Linked DNA regions of Pan troglodytes: region 2 is linked to region 1. Evidence: chromatin contacts called from public HiChIP or PLAC-seq data. All regions are on one chromosome and are shown on one strand. The core of a region is the stretch at or near the end of the contact, and the rest is flanking DNA. Distances in the headings are between cores, read along the strand shown. Region 1 holds the start of ASPRV1 (aspartic peptidase retroviral like 1). Region 2 holds the start of MXD1 (MAX dimerization protein 1).

Region 1 (6,328 bases), core at 2,525-5,024:
TTTAGCCTCCCAAGTAGCTGGAACTACAGGTGCACACCACCACACTTGTCTAATTTTTCTTTCTTTTTTTTTTTTTTTTGTAGAGACGAGGTTTCACCATGTTGCCCAGGTTGGTCTCAAACTCCTGAGCTCAAGTGATCTGCCCACCTCGGCCTCCCAGTGTTGGTATTACAGGCATGAGCCACTGCACCTGGCCTAATTTTTGGTATTAAGACCTGCTTTTCATAGGGCATTCAAACTGCTTCACCCAGCGTTTCAGGGATTCTTCAAAGACTATTTGGCTTGATGTTTGAGGGTTCAAGCTTATATCCACTCTTGCCTTGATTTGGATTTGTGCTTATTGTTCCCAGAAGGCATGGTACCCACTTCTGGGTCTTCACTAGGTCCCCCTCCCTCCCCACCTGTCTTGGCCTCTCAGTCCAACTCATTTAATACACATTGCTTTGTTTCCTACCTTTTAATCATCTGTCTTCTCTGCCCAGATTTTGTGGCCAACCCTCAGCCCCCAGAAATGGGCCTTTTGGCTTTTTATAATCGAGTACACTGAAATTTACTGTGTTCTAAGCACTGTTCTGTTTTATATACATGCTTTCATTTTATTTTCACAAGCCCAGAAGGTGTTAATTTTAACATCTTCATTTATAGAGATTAATTTGTCCAAAGCCATGAATAGGAGGCAGAACTCAAATTTGAAAGCAAGTCTAACTCCAGAATTTGGGCTCCTTTCAGTGACTGCTTGCCTAACCCTGCGTGACCACACAATAAGCCTCAACGAACATTTACTGTGGATAATACTCCCCTCCCACAGGAACTTCTCTTTGCCATGAGTGATCTCCCATAGTGCCTGGGGTTTCAACTACCCACTTTGGCACCTACTGGTCTATTGTCTGATACTATTGTTTCTTCTTTCCCTCATCTCAGGCTCTATTTTCTCATACTATTGTTTCTAATGTTGCCTTTGCCTAGCAGTTTTCCTTCTCTCATCAGGTCAGGGATAGTCCTATTGGCTGATGTGGGCGTGAGGGTGCTACGGCCTTCACAGCGGGATCTTCCTCCTCCACTGAAGACAATCAGTGGCATTCAAATCTAAGACTCCTTTGGGGTGTTTGTTAAAAATACAGCTGATTAGTTTTGGGGTGGGACAGAGGAATCTGCATCTTTAACACTCAGATCATTCTTAGATTATAGTCAGTGCATCAGTCTACATTCCCGCCTTGTGAAGACTGACCCATTTAGGCAGGATTATTTCCTGGTATAGGGATTCTCTAAACATTGCACACAGCTGAAGAATTGGAAACTGGGCCTCTTTTGTTTCTGGATACACCACTTGGCAGGTGTAATAACATCCTCTGACAGGCTGCTTGCCACAGGTGCATGCTTGACACGTGCGTCTCGTTGGTACCGTCCCCTCCCCCCTTCCCACCCCTGCTGCCCAACCAAGACCCCGCTAGTCCCACCACCACCCGGCAGCTGTTGCCCTCCTCCAAGCCCCCAATCCTCCCCGGCCCACTGCCCTCCCTTCCTTTCCTTTCCCTCCCCCACACCCCTTCCCCAGGCTCCTCCCACCCCAGAATATTTTTTTGTTCCTGGCTAAGTTTATCCTGTGAGGTGGGGGTGGGGGGAACTGGTTAGATGGAGAGGACGCTCTGCCATTTAGAGGTCCTACTGAGTGGGCACACCTTTTCCCCTCGAGAAAACCTTGTTTCTACCAGAGAAATGGGCAGAGGCCTCTCTCTGGAACTTGAACCCCCCTGTCTCTGGAAACATCCCAAAGCAGGCCCAGCCTGCCATGTTCCTTTGTTGGGGCACAGAGGGAATGGAATCTTACCGATAAGGTGAGAAGAGCTTGAGAGAATACCAAGGACGGGCCCACCCTTCTCCCTCCTCCCTCCAAACACCTCAGGCTAAAAGGGGAGGGAAAAAAAAGCACCAACAAAGAGTTTAAGACAGCAATTCCCAGCTTTTTCAAATATGAAGCATTTTTTAACCAATCCGTTTTTTAATTCTTAAATTCTTGACATTACAGAACTAAACTGAAATTTATTAACATTCCACTCTTACATTTCTTATCGACAAACAGAAATAAAATTCATGAGCCAAAAAACCCAAAACAAAACTAAAAACAGGGAAAAGCTTATAAAACTAAATATGGATCCCAGCATTAACAGCTGAACAGAGAATGTGATTTTTAAATTCTTAGCGGATGATAAAGTTGTGTAGAAACTGAACACTTACAAATTATTTAAAACCTGGAATCACTGACCAGAAATTACACAGTTGGATCATGGGAAAACAGCAGAAAGGGGTTATTGAGGGAACCTACACTGTTCTAGCTGCACCCCATGCCCTTCTCAGAGGAAAGCCTGGCATTGATTAGATACTGGGCCAGACTAATACTGGCAGCAGAGCCAGTGATAGTAACCTGCCTACCAGAGGAGCCTTCCACTGGGTTGGCAATTTTGATCTGGGCCCCGGACATCTGGCGGATCTCATTAATGTTGGCGCCTTGGCGCCCGATTATGCAGCCAATTAAGTTATTTGGAATGGTGAGTTCATGGGTGGTTTGAGTAGATGCATCCAAACTTGCCCAATAGCCTTTCACCTCTGGAGAGCTGGAGTCAATTCCGGCGAATCCGGTCCCGCCGTGCATCATGGCAAAGTGAGACTGTTGTCTTGCCACCTGGTTCAGCTTGGCCAGATCGAGCGGAGAAATGGTGTGTTGTCCTTGAATCGAGTAGGCATCTAGAGGTGGTCCCTCCAGGTCATGGGTGGCATGGGGGTAGCCCGCAGCGTCGCTGCACCGATCTTGGCCGCCCGCGCAGATGACTGGGGAGCTGGCCGGCATGGGCTGGTACGGAATGGTCATGACTCTCCCTTGCGGAGACTGGGAGAGCGTCTCCAGCATGACCAGGCAAATCTGCTTGACACACTCGGTGACAGACTGCGGCACGCCAGCGATGGTGATGGCCCGCTCGGTGGAGTTGGGCAGCATATCCCCCGCCACCTGGACCTGCGCCCCCGTACTCTCGCGGATCTCTTTGATCTTACACCCGCCTTTCCCAATCAGGGAGCCGCACTGGGTGGCCGGCACCACCAGCCTCAGGGTGACCGGGGGCCTGCTGGCCGCGGTACTGTTGGTCATGGAGCTGTTGATATCTTCCTCCAGCTTGTCGATGATCATAGCGAAAGCCTTAAAGATGGCATTGGTGGGGCCGGTCAGAGTGATGATTCTCTCCGGACAATTCCCCTCCGAGATGTTGATCCGCGCGCCACTCTCCTCGCGGATCCTCTTAACCGACTCCCCTTTCTTCCCAATGATGCTTCCTACTTCCTTTCCGTGCATAAGAAGCCGAATGGTGAGAGTCACATTTAGTCCACTTTCAGTCACACCGGCATCCATGGCGAGCGGCGGGCGGCGTTCGGGGGAGTTGGGCTCGTTACGTGGTCAAGTCTTTGGCGGCTGGCGGGGGGAGGGGAGGTGTAGGCCCAAAACTGCCGGCGCGAGGCGAGCGAGGGCCGCGGGAGCGAGCGGGAGCGGGCGGGAGGCCGCAGCGTAGTCGCAGGGGCGGGCGGCGGCGGCGGAGGGGGCGAGCGGGGCCAGGAGCGGCGGGCGGGCGGGTGGGCGAGGGCGCGGCGGTGGCGACTCCGGCGGCAGCCTCGGCGGTCTGGGCGGGGCGGGAAGCCCGCTTTCAACCCCGCGTACCCTCTGACCCCGGAAGTGCTTGCTGCGCAGGACCCCTTGAAAAAAAATGAGGACCCGTCTCTTTTAGGTCACAAGATTGCGCCAACCCTTACATGGTCCTTAAAAAAAAAACCTTCTGACACTGCAGTAGTGAAAATGAAGCGCACGATGGGCGGAAGCTGTGAGTCCGGCAAAGTTTTAAAATGATTACGTATTTTATTAACTCTAACGGCACTGGCGGGTGACTGAAAATACTAGTGCTGTGTATGCAGGATAGACATTATTTTCCTGCCCTACATGAGGGGCTTGTGCGCGGAACGACATGGGCAGCCCCGGCGGAAACTGCAGGCACAAGCCGGGACGCCGCGGGTTTAAAACGTGCGCGTGAGGTGACCAGGGCGCGTGCGCGAGGGTGTGGGGGGAATGGGAGGGGCAGCAGCCGTCTTCCGGGGGGGAGGGGCGGCGAGGCGAGGCCTGCGGAGCGGGTGCGCGCGGGCGGGCACGTGGGGCCCTTTCGTCCCCGGCGTCCGGGCGCCCTGCATGGATCCCCCACCCCAGCTCCTGCTCCCCGGCGGCGGCCGGTGGGCAGAAAGACCGAAACCCACTCACGGCCGCCTGCCGAATCGCGGCTCTGCTGTTTGTGGGGCGTGCTAGAAACGTGGTCCTAAAAAGAATGGCGTCCATTTACATAATGCTTTGTTTGCGTTTCGCAAGTTTCTTTCGGTTAAAGCCACAGAAACCCCACCTCCTGCCCTTGTGTCGTTTCCACCGCGGCACCCTTTTCCGACATTAGAAACAATAGTGTACACCTGTGGAGGCCTCGTTTGTTAAGGGGCTGCCGGCCAGGGCTTCAGGACGTTTCTGCGGCTTTCCCCGCGCGGCCTGGGCTCCCGCGGCTGCTTTTCGGGCCCATGGGCGCAGCCACCGCGCCAGGCTCAAGGGGGGCGGCCCCATCAGGGCCCGCCATCTTGGAAGGCCTTTTCTGCCGGTTCCTCCCGCTGAGGAAGTGTCGCTCAAGACGCTGGCCTACGAGTTGTGATTTCTGCCCTTTCCCCTTCCTCCTTGGGCTAAGCCAGACCAGAAAGGGCCCCGTGCGCAACGTGCTTCACAGTCTCTCAGGGAAAGCGGCTAACGTGGCGCTACTCCGCCTGCCCTGTTCCTTACCCTGGGGGCTGCCGCCATGTTTCCTGAACACAAAATGGCGACACGTGGTTAGCATTCGTCGCCAACGAGAAATTGGGGTCGGCCCGAAAGCTCTAGAATGCACCCCCCTTCTTCCCCGGGGCCTTCCACCTCCGCGAGTTTTATGACTTAAAAAACCCCACAGGCTGGTCTGAAGGTCGGAGGCCTAATTTTAACGCGTTTTCCTCCCTTTAATTTGAAACGCGAACGCGAATGGCTGTAAAATGTGGGCACAATATTTAATTTCTCGCCTTTTTAAAGCTTAATAGTGGATAATAGGGGGCAGTATCAAGGGATAATTTGGGTCCCCACAGTACCAAAGCATTTAGAAACCTCTGTTTAATTTAAGGAATGAGATAAATTACTGCTTTTCTAGACTTCCTAGCATGGGCTGTTGTGCTGGAGAGAACGAGAGCTACGAAGAGACTACAATGCCTCTGACTTTTTCATAGGACAGTTGGCCGGTGAATCTTATTAATAGTTTACCACAAATAAGTGTTCATTTTTAGTCTAGAAGGGACAGGCGTTTATTGTGCATTGGCCAGTGCCAGCACATCCGATGCAAGGCAGTTCGCCGTATTCTATCTTTAATTTTTACCATGGTCCTCTGAGGTAGGTGTTCTTATCTCTCTCTCTCTCTCTCTCTTTTAAACAGAGGAAGACAAACATAAAGATGAAGTGCTTAATTCAAGGTCACACAATGTCGGGGATGGACCTCCAGATTTCCTTACTGGTGAGCACATTTTCCAGATTTTTCTGTAAATCAGGGTTTTGGAATTTAAATATTATTTAAAACGTTTAGGTGAGCTTGTCATTTAAATGAGCCCTTCAGGTAATCTTTTGTTGTGCAGTCAGCCCCTTTTTGTATCAGGCAGCTCCCAGCTTTTCCTGATAAGAGCTACACCTGTAACGGGCGGGCGGGCTGAAATGCTGTCTTATGCAGTGTCTGGTGAGGATAGGGAGGGGGAAGTGATTCACCCTGCCCAGAGGCTCAGGTGTCTGTCGGTCTGGCCCTGTCTGTGGCACATTTGAGCCTACCTCCCTCTGGGGGAGCAAATGGTTTTTTGTATGACTGACTTGCTTCCGTCAGCTCCCCATGGGCTTGACTCTTGCCTCCCCCACCCCAGCAACCCAACCAGGTAAAAATAAATTCACTCTGGCACCAAGCCTCCATTTCTCTGCAGAGATTGACAGAGCATGACAGAGTGTTAGGTCACTCTGTGGACTCTTCAGTTCAATGCAACACGTAGCTAGTGGGCCAAGCAACAAACTGGTGCCTGAGCAGGGCTCTGATTGTGCGTGGATATGAGAGACAAAGAGAAGGGCTTTTTGCCTTTAACTTACGTTACTATCAGATATATTTTCCAAAGTGGTTTCATGTTAGTTTATATAACTCTACAAACATTTAATAGGTACATAACAGCAACGATGACAGTTACAGCACTAGGTGCTTACTGTGTGCTG
Region 2 (6,219 bases), core at 2,305-4,804, 180 kb after region 1:
ACAATTGATATTCACAATTTCATTTTCATTTTTGTTGTTTTAATAAGCAACTAGAGAAACGTGAATAAGATCTGCATTTTCAGTTCCCAAGAAGTTTCCTATGTGGCAAAATCTTATCTTTTATTGTCCAAGGAAAAGTACTTCCCTAGACTCTACAAGCAAAAAGCACAGCATTTCAACCTGTATGAACAAGAATAAACTGTTATCCAAGGGTTATGTAAACCAGCAGTAATCTCTCCCTATCCTTTACCTCAGTTCAAAATTCTGACCATACATGGCTGAGGATATAAAGCCGATTCAAACCATGGGGTCAAGCTGCTTTCTCCGTTATGATTGCTTGTTCCTCAGAAAAGGAGCTATTCCAAATGAGTCATGAAGGAAATGATCACACTGAAAGAAAACTGCCTGCTCTTGCCTCACACGTTTGGCTGGTGCTACCTCTAGGTTTAATCATGGTCTCTCAGAAATCCTTACACCATTGAATATATTACACTAACTCACTATCAGTCAGTTGTATGGACAACTGTGATAATCCCGTCTCTAACCATGGAAAGCAAACCAACCCATTAACAGAAGGATTTGTAGCCTTTTTTTTTTTTTTTTTTTTTTTTTTGGCATAGTACTGATTATTAAAGAGAAGATACTAGAAAGAATCCATTTCTTGGCTTAAGATTCTTAACTACTATTATTTTTCTTTCCTAATCACCTTTTGGGACCAAGCCACTTCAACATCTCATTTTCTTATCCCCACTAGTGAACATCCCCTACAACCTTCCTGTGAAACTAAGGAAAAAAATAAAGTGTTAAGGTATTAAGCCTCAATAAGTAACTTGGACAATTCCTCTCAAATCATTAGTGGACAATAATAAAAGCAAAAATGGATGATGCTTTTCCAGAAAAATTAACTGAAAGGCCTCAAAATTCTTCTAAACAAAATTTAAAAAATATTGTAACAAAATGCAACACAGCTTAATTGTTTTTATACCATTGCATATTACAAGTCAGTATTAACATCTTTCTTAAAGTGCCTTCATACCCATGCACAAAACTACTGACTACCACCTTCAGGTAATGCTAAGGTGGGAGGACAAGCAAAACCTACCAGGTAATTACCAGGTTGATCCTTCAAGTGCCATTTTTATTCAAGGGCATGGCACAAGTAATGCTGCTCACATCCTGTGGTTCCACTAACGATACTAAAGAGGTAAACCAAGTACAGAAGACGCAGCAAGAACAAGTGATTTTTAGGTTTAAGTGGGAAATTCCTGGTCTGTATTAAGCCACAGAGGATATCCAAATAGATACTTGCAAGGAGTTATTCATGAGGGTGAGGGAGGGATAAGGATTCTAAACTAGTGACGAAAAGGTCAATGCTTTTAATTTACTGGCAGGAAAGGTATAGTTGAAGGGATCTAATAGAACAAATTTCCTAGCCAACTATATTTTAAGGGCAAAGAAGGGGGGAAACGGGCAGCAACATTGATGGACTATTTGCATGTACCAGAAACTATGCATAGGACTTTAATATGTGATTTAACTGACCATGAACCAAATCTCCAGTGAGATTCACAGCTTTTAAGAACTACGGTATAAGATAATCGATAAGGCTAACATGGAAAAGTTGTAGCATATTAATATTTTGGTATTATATATTCCTCTATCACTAAAGAGGTAGGTTTTAACCTCAATCATTCCTCTTTGCCATTACAAATAGAGATGACAAATTAGAGTATCAAACAAACCACTGTATTTAATTTACATGTCAAGTATGAGATCCTATCACTTATGCCAAGTCAGGTACTTTAATGTGTTTATAAAATCATTACTATGAAAAGTAAAAGAAATGGATAATGTCCAGCATTTTGACTTATAGAAAACTTGCCCTGAATCTGCAACTTCTGAAGGGAAAATACTGTCACCGTTGCTAATCTCACTTGAAGCTTCCACAGATTTTTTTTGTTCCAAAAGGGAAGAAAAGTGAAATTAAATTTTGAATAAAGTTCATAAAGAAATGTAAAACATTTCTATTTTTCTTTTCAGTTCCCTCAACCCAAACAGAAACAGCTTCCTGCAATGACTTAAGTCCATGTGTACATTACTGAATCATGACGGCCACAATGTAATTTTATAGGGTTATAATCACAACAGGCAACTTACATTCAGCAGTTTGTGTCACCTACAATATAATCTAAAAGACAGAAAGAAGTATTTACCAAATTACCTGCTACTGCTGTTATTCTTTTTGGATTTGTTCCTCCGTTTTAAGGCATCTCTGTCCTTGTTATTGTATGGTAACATGGAGGCATAACCATGTTCAGCTTCTAGAAAACAGGAGGATCCAGTTAATGAATGGGCCCAGAATATTTAATACTCTCTCCTCTCTATAGTATTTCCTTTTTCCTTTATTTATCTTTAAAAGAATATTGTGGAAATAATTAAATGGAGTAAGGTGGAATTCTGAGAACAATGATTTTTAAAAAAATTGTGTGAATATCGTCAGTTCGGAGCAGGTGTAAGGAGGATTCCAGCTGCTCATTGTTGAGAAAGACACAGTAGTGGCTAGGCTCACGCAGCCTGGGTTTCCCATTGGCTACATCCAGCAGGTTGGTGCGGGTTAAGTGGAACCAGCTCAGGCGAAGGTGCGGGGCAAGTACCGTGAGCCGGGGACCGGGAGGCGCTGCTCCTCTGCCCAGGAGACTGGGGCGCCGGGCCCACCCGGGGGCCGGCCGGGACCAGCCCGGGTGAGGTAAACCAGGGAGGCTATCGGAGGGGGCCCCGGCCACCCACTCGTGAAGGGCTGGGGAAGGGGCGGCGTTCGGGACCCCGGCGGGCGGCAGCCCCTTCTCCACCCCATTCATTGCTTTGGGGCAGCGGCGGCTTCCCTTCGGACCGCGCGTGGGGAGAGCCGGAGGGGTTGGGAGCGCTCGCGGTCTCCCCGCCTCCAACCACCCCCGGAGCGGCTGGGCGCCCGGACCTGAGGCCGGCCCCACAGGACCCCCGGCCTCGTTTCGAGTGGACCCCTCCCCGTCCCCGTGCACCTCTCTCCCGCCGCTCCAGATAGTCGGCCGCCTCCAGCAGCATCTGGATGTTCATCCGAACCGCCGCCGCCATTCTGCACCGGGGGCCGGAGCCACGGGACCAACCCCCACTGCCCACGGGCTCGCTGCCGCCGCCGGACCGCTGTGGAGCCCGCTGTGGAGCCCGCTGTGGACCCCGCGTAGCAGGGCTGAGGGAGCCTCTCTGGCAACCACGCTCGACAAGAGAGGGAGGGGGCCAGTGAGCTGGGCACCGCCGACACAGTGACAGAACCCGGAGCAGAGCAGCAGCCGCCACCGCCGCGGAGTGTTTATCCCCGACTCACCATCTCCCCGCCCCCAGCCCCTTCTCTTGACAGGCCAGCTTCGGCCGCGTTCCTCATTGGGCCCCCCAAAGAATGCCCCGCCCCTACACTTGTGCGATTGGGAGAGGGCTTCAGGGCTCCACCCCGCAAAGTCCGCTCCTCTCGCTGGTTGGTCACACTTGACAAGGCCCGGGCTCCACCCCCTCTTTCCAACTGGTGACAGGATTCGCAACTCCGCCTCGTGCTCCTTCCTTGTTTCCCATTGGTTCTATACCAACAACCCGGGCCCCCTTTTGCTTTGTTAGTATTGGCCAAGAGCTGCAGAAGGCAAGCACCTCGCCGGTCTCCCATTGGTGAAGCCTTCGGAAACCTCCCAGCTACGATGATGTCACCTTTCTCCAGGCCAGGCGAGCCCTAAGTGGCTGATGGTCAGCAGCCTGGCTGCTCCTCACCGGGTCTGGCATTGGCTGGGAGGGCCGGTCCGGCGCTGGGCGGCGCTGATTCACCAGCCGCTGCGGAGCTGTGCTCCACCCGGCCTTGCCTCGGACCTGTTGCCAAGACCTGTCCCCGGGGAAAACTTCCGGGGACCTGCCAGGCGTCCATCGAATGGAAGGCTGGCACCTCGTGTCGCCTGGGCGCTCTGCCCCGCTTGGGTTCGGGGCCGGAGCCCTCGGTCTGGTGGCCGCGGCCCTGGAGGTTCTGGGCTTCGCGGAACTCGGGCTGGCGAGGGCCCAGCCTCGAATCCTCCCGAAGAGCGGTGCAGGCTAGTGGCCGGTGAGCCGGGAGCTAGGGCAGGCGCCACGTGGCTGCTGCGGGGCTTGAGAAGAAAAGCCGGCCGTTGCTAAATGCTCGACGCCCGGCGTTTTTTCTGCCCTCAAGAAAGAGCTGGAATCGGGCTGCAGTATACAGCATTGAGCTCATGCGCCTTTTCCGCACCCCCCTCCACCCCCGGGAAGTGATGGAATAATTAATTACTTTCACGCGAGCGGCTTTTTAAAGCTCAGAGATTTCCTGAACCTACAGAATGGCATTAAACCCTAAGATTCTTTGCTTAAATCTCTTTTGGGGTTTTCCCCTCCCTTTTAATTCTAGATGAAAACACTCACAAGATTATTGTTTTTGTTTGTTTTGAAAGGGAGTTTTGCTCTTGTCGCCCAGGCTGGAGTGCAATGGCGCGATCTCGGCTCACTGCAACCTCCTTCTCCCGGGTTCAAGCGATTCTCCTGCCTCAACCTTCTGAGTAGCTGGGATTACAGGTGCCCACCACCACGCCTGGCTAATTTTTGTATTTTTAGTAGAGACGGGGTTTCACCATGTTGGCCAGGCTGGTCTTGAACTCTTGACCTCAGGTGATCCACCCACCTCAGCCTCCCAAAGTGCTGGGATTACAGGCGTGAGCCACCGCACCCGGCCAAGAATACTCTTTAAGACGTCTGCAAATGGTGTGTTTCCGCATGGGGTGGTACCAATAGAAATGCTTAATAGAATGTTACGTATACAGAACTAAAAAGGTTAAAGATCGGTCCCTAAACCTATTAAAATTTTTGAAATGAAAGCTATCTGGCAAACCAAGCTACACTGCCAATGTACTGACAGACATCTCCAATTTTAAAAGTAGAAATAAAGTTCTTGGTAGGTTGAGTCCCCAAAATACAAATGAGTAAAGCATGAACATATTTCTTTTTTTAAAAGTTTATTATTGTTGCCAATATATAATAGCTTACTATGTGTAGGTATCCTACCTACATTATCTCTAATCTTCAATATAACCCCATGAGGTAGGTTGTGTTAATTACATTTTGCACGTGAAGAAACTGAGGCCCAGGGAGGCTAAATGATTTTCCCTGTCATGCATTCAGCTGCAGACATGGAAACTGAACCTATGTATGTCTCACCCAGAGCCCAAATTACCAATCCTCCTGTTGGTAGTTGTATAAAGACAAGGTAGTTTAAACAGATTTCCAGACTGAGTCACAAAACACTGACAACTCAAGTACTGAAGAAAAAGAAAGACAAAGGTGTAAATGTAATTATGGTGGGAAATATTAAACATGTATTTTTTAATGTCCACAAACCCACTAAAATTAAATCAACTCAATAAATAGAATAAACATGTAGTAAATCATGCCTGACATATAGGCATATTCTGGTTTCAGTGGTTAACTGGATCTAAAAACTGATTCTTTATGAAAATGCTAATGAAATACACATACTGAAGGTAAAGGTTTTCAAAGCACAATACAAAGTTGGAAATGAAGGTAGAAATATAACAGTTTTTTTTTTCCATATCAGACAGGTAATGTACTAACGCTGTAACAAGCTCTTTGGGAGGCACATCTCATACATGCAATGGGAACACCTAATTACTATGTTTATGAACTACAAAAGGATCTAAGTTTTTAAAGAGTATTTTTAAATTGGATGTTATTTGTAAAACAAACTTCAAAATCATAAACGAGTGCAATTCTACTAAAATACCCAAAGTGATAATACTAAAAATGCTTTGATTTCATTATCCTGACATTTTGGATTTTGTATATATTTATATTTTCTCTTTAATTTTATTACAAACATTTGGCATATGTCTTTAGTCTCTTACTCTCAACTCTTTATTTTAACCAAGTCCTATTTCAGTATCATGACCCTTCCTCTACAATCACCCTGACCGGAAAGTCACACTTATTTTTGTCTTAGGGGGAAAAAAGGTTGAAATCTGAGCCAGAAACAGCAAATAATTTAAATGCCAACAAGTCTAGCTTAGACTCCAAACAAAAATACTACATTATATAAAAATTAGAGAATCAGCTGAAGAATACACCATGTTCGTTCCTTGGTGGTGGATGAAATTATCAATTAGCCAGCAACACCAACTAGGAATT

The links. HiChIP or PLAC-seq counts read pairs in DNA pulled down with a chosen protein or histone mark.
Region 2: an H3K4me3 HiChIP or PLAC-seq map of stem cell-derived excitatory neurons shows a contact between it and region 1, with 10 times the contacts expected there. The contact joins the promoter of MXD1 here to the promoter of ASPRV1 in region 1. A contact is called at or near these places in 3 of 7 Hi-C or Micro-C datasets (blood, induced pluripotent stem cells and stem cell-derived neural progenitor cells), 1 of 1 datasets of contacts at active chromatin or transcription factors (stem cell-derived excitatory neurons) and 1 of 1 other capture datasets (stem cell-derived neural stem cells).

What each region holds. Positions count from the first base shown.
Region 1 is chr12:52,641,480-52,647,807 of NHGRI_mPanTro3-v2.0_pri, forward strand. It overlaps ASPRV1 (aspartic peptidase retroviral like 1), which reads left to right and starts at 3,775. Exons shown (of 11, transcript XM_063789755.1): 1 at 3,775-3,863; 2 at 5,520-5,597. It overlaps PCBP1 (poly(rC) binding protein 1), which reads right to left and starts at 3,734. Exons shown (of 1, transcript XM_515530.7): 1 at 1,980-3,734. The coding sequence starts at 3,400. The coding sequence ends at 2,330.
Region 2 is chr12:52,823,198-52,829,416 of NHGRI_mPanTro3-v2.0_pri, forward strand. It overlaps MXD1 (MAX dimerization protein 1), which reads right to left and starts at 3,555. Exons shown (of 6, transcript XM_525776.8): 1 at 3,039-3,555; 2 at 2,222-2,321. The coding sequence starts at 3,111. LOC112208286 (small nucleolar RNA U13) reads right to left here and starts at 5,731; the gene lies at 5,627-5,731.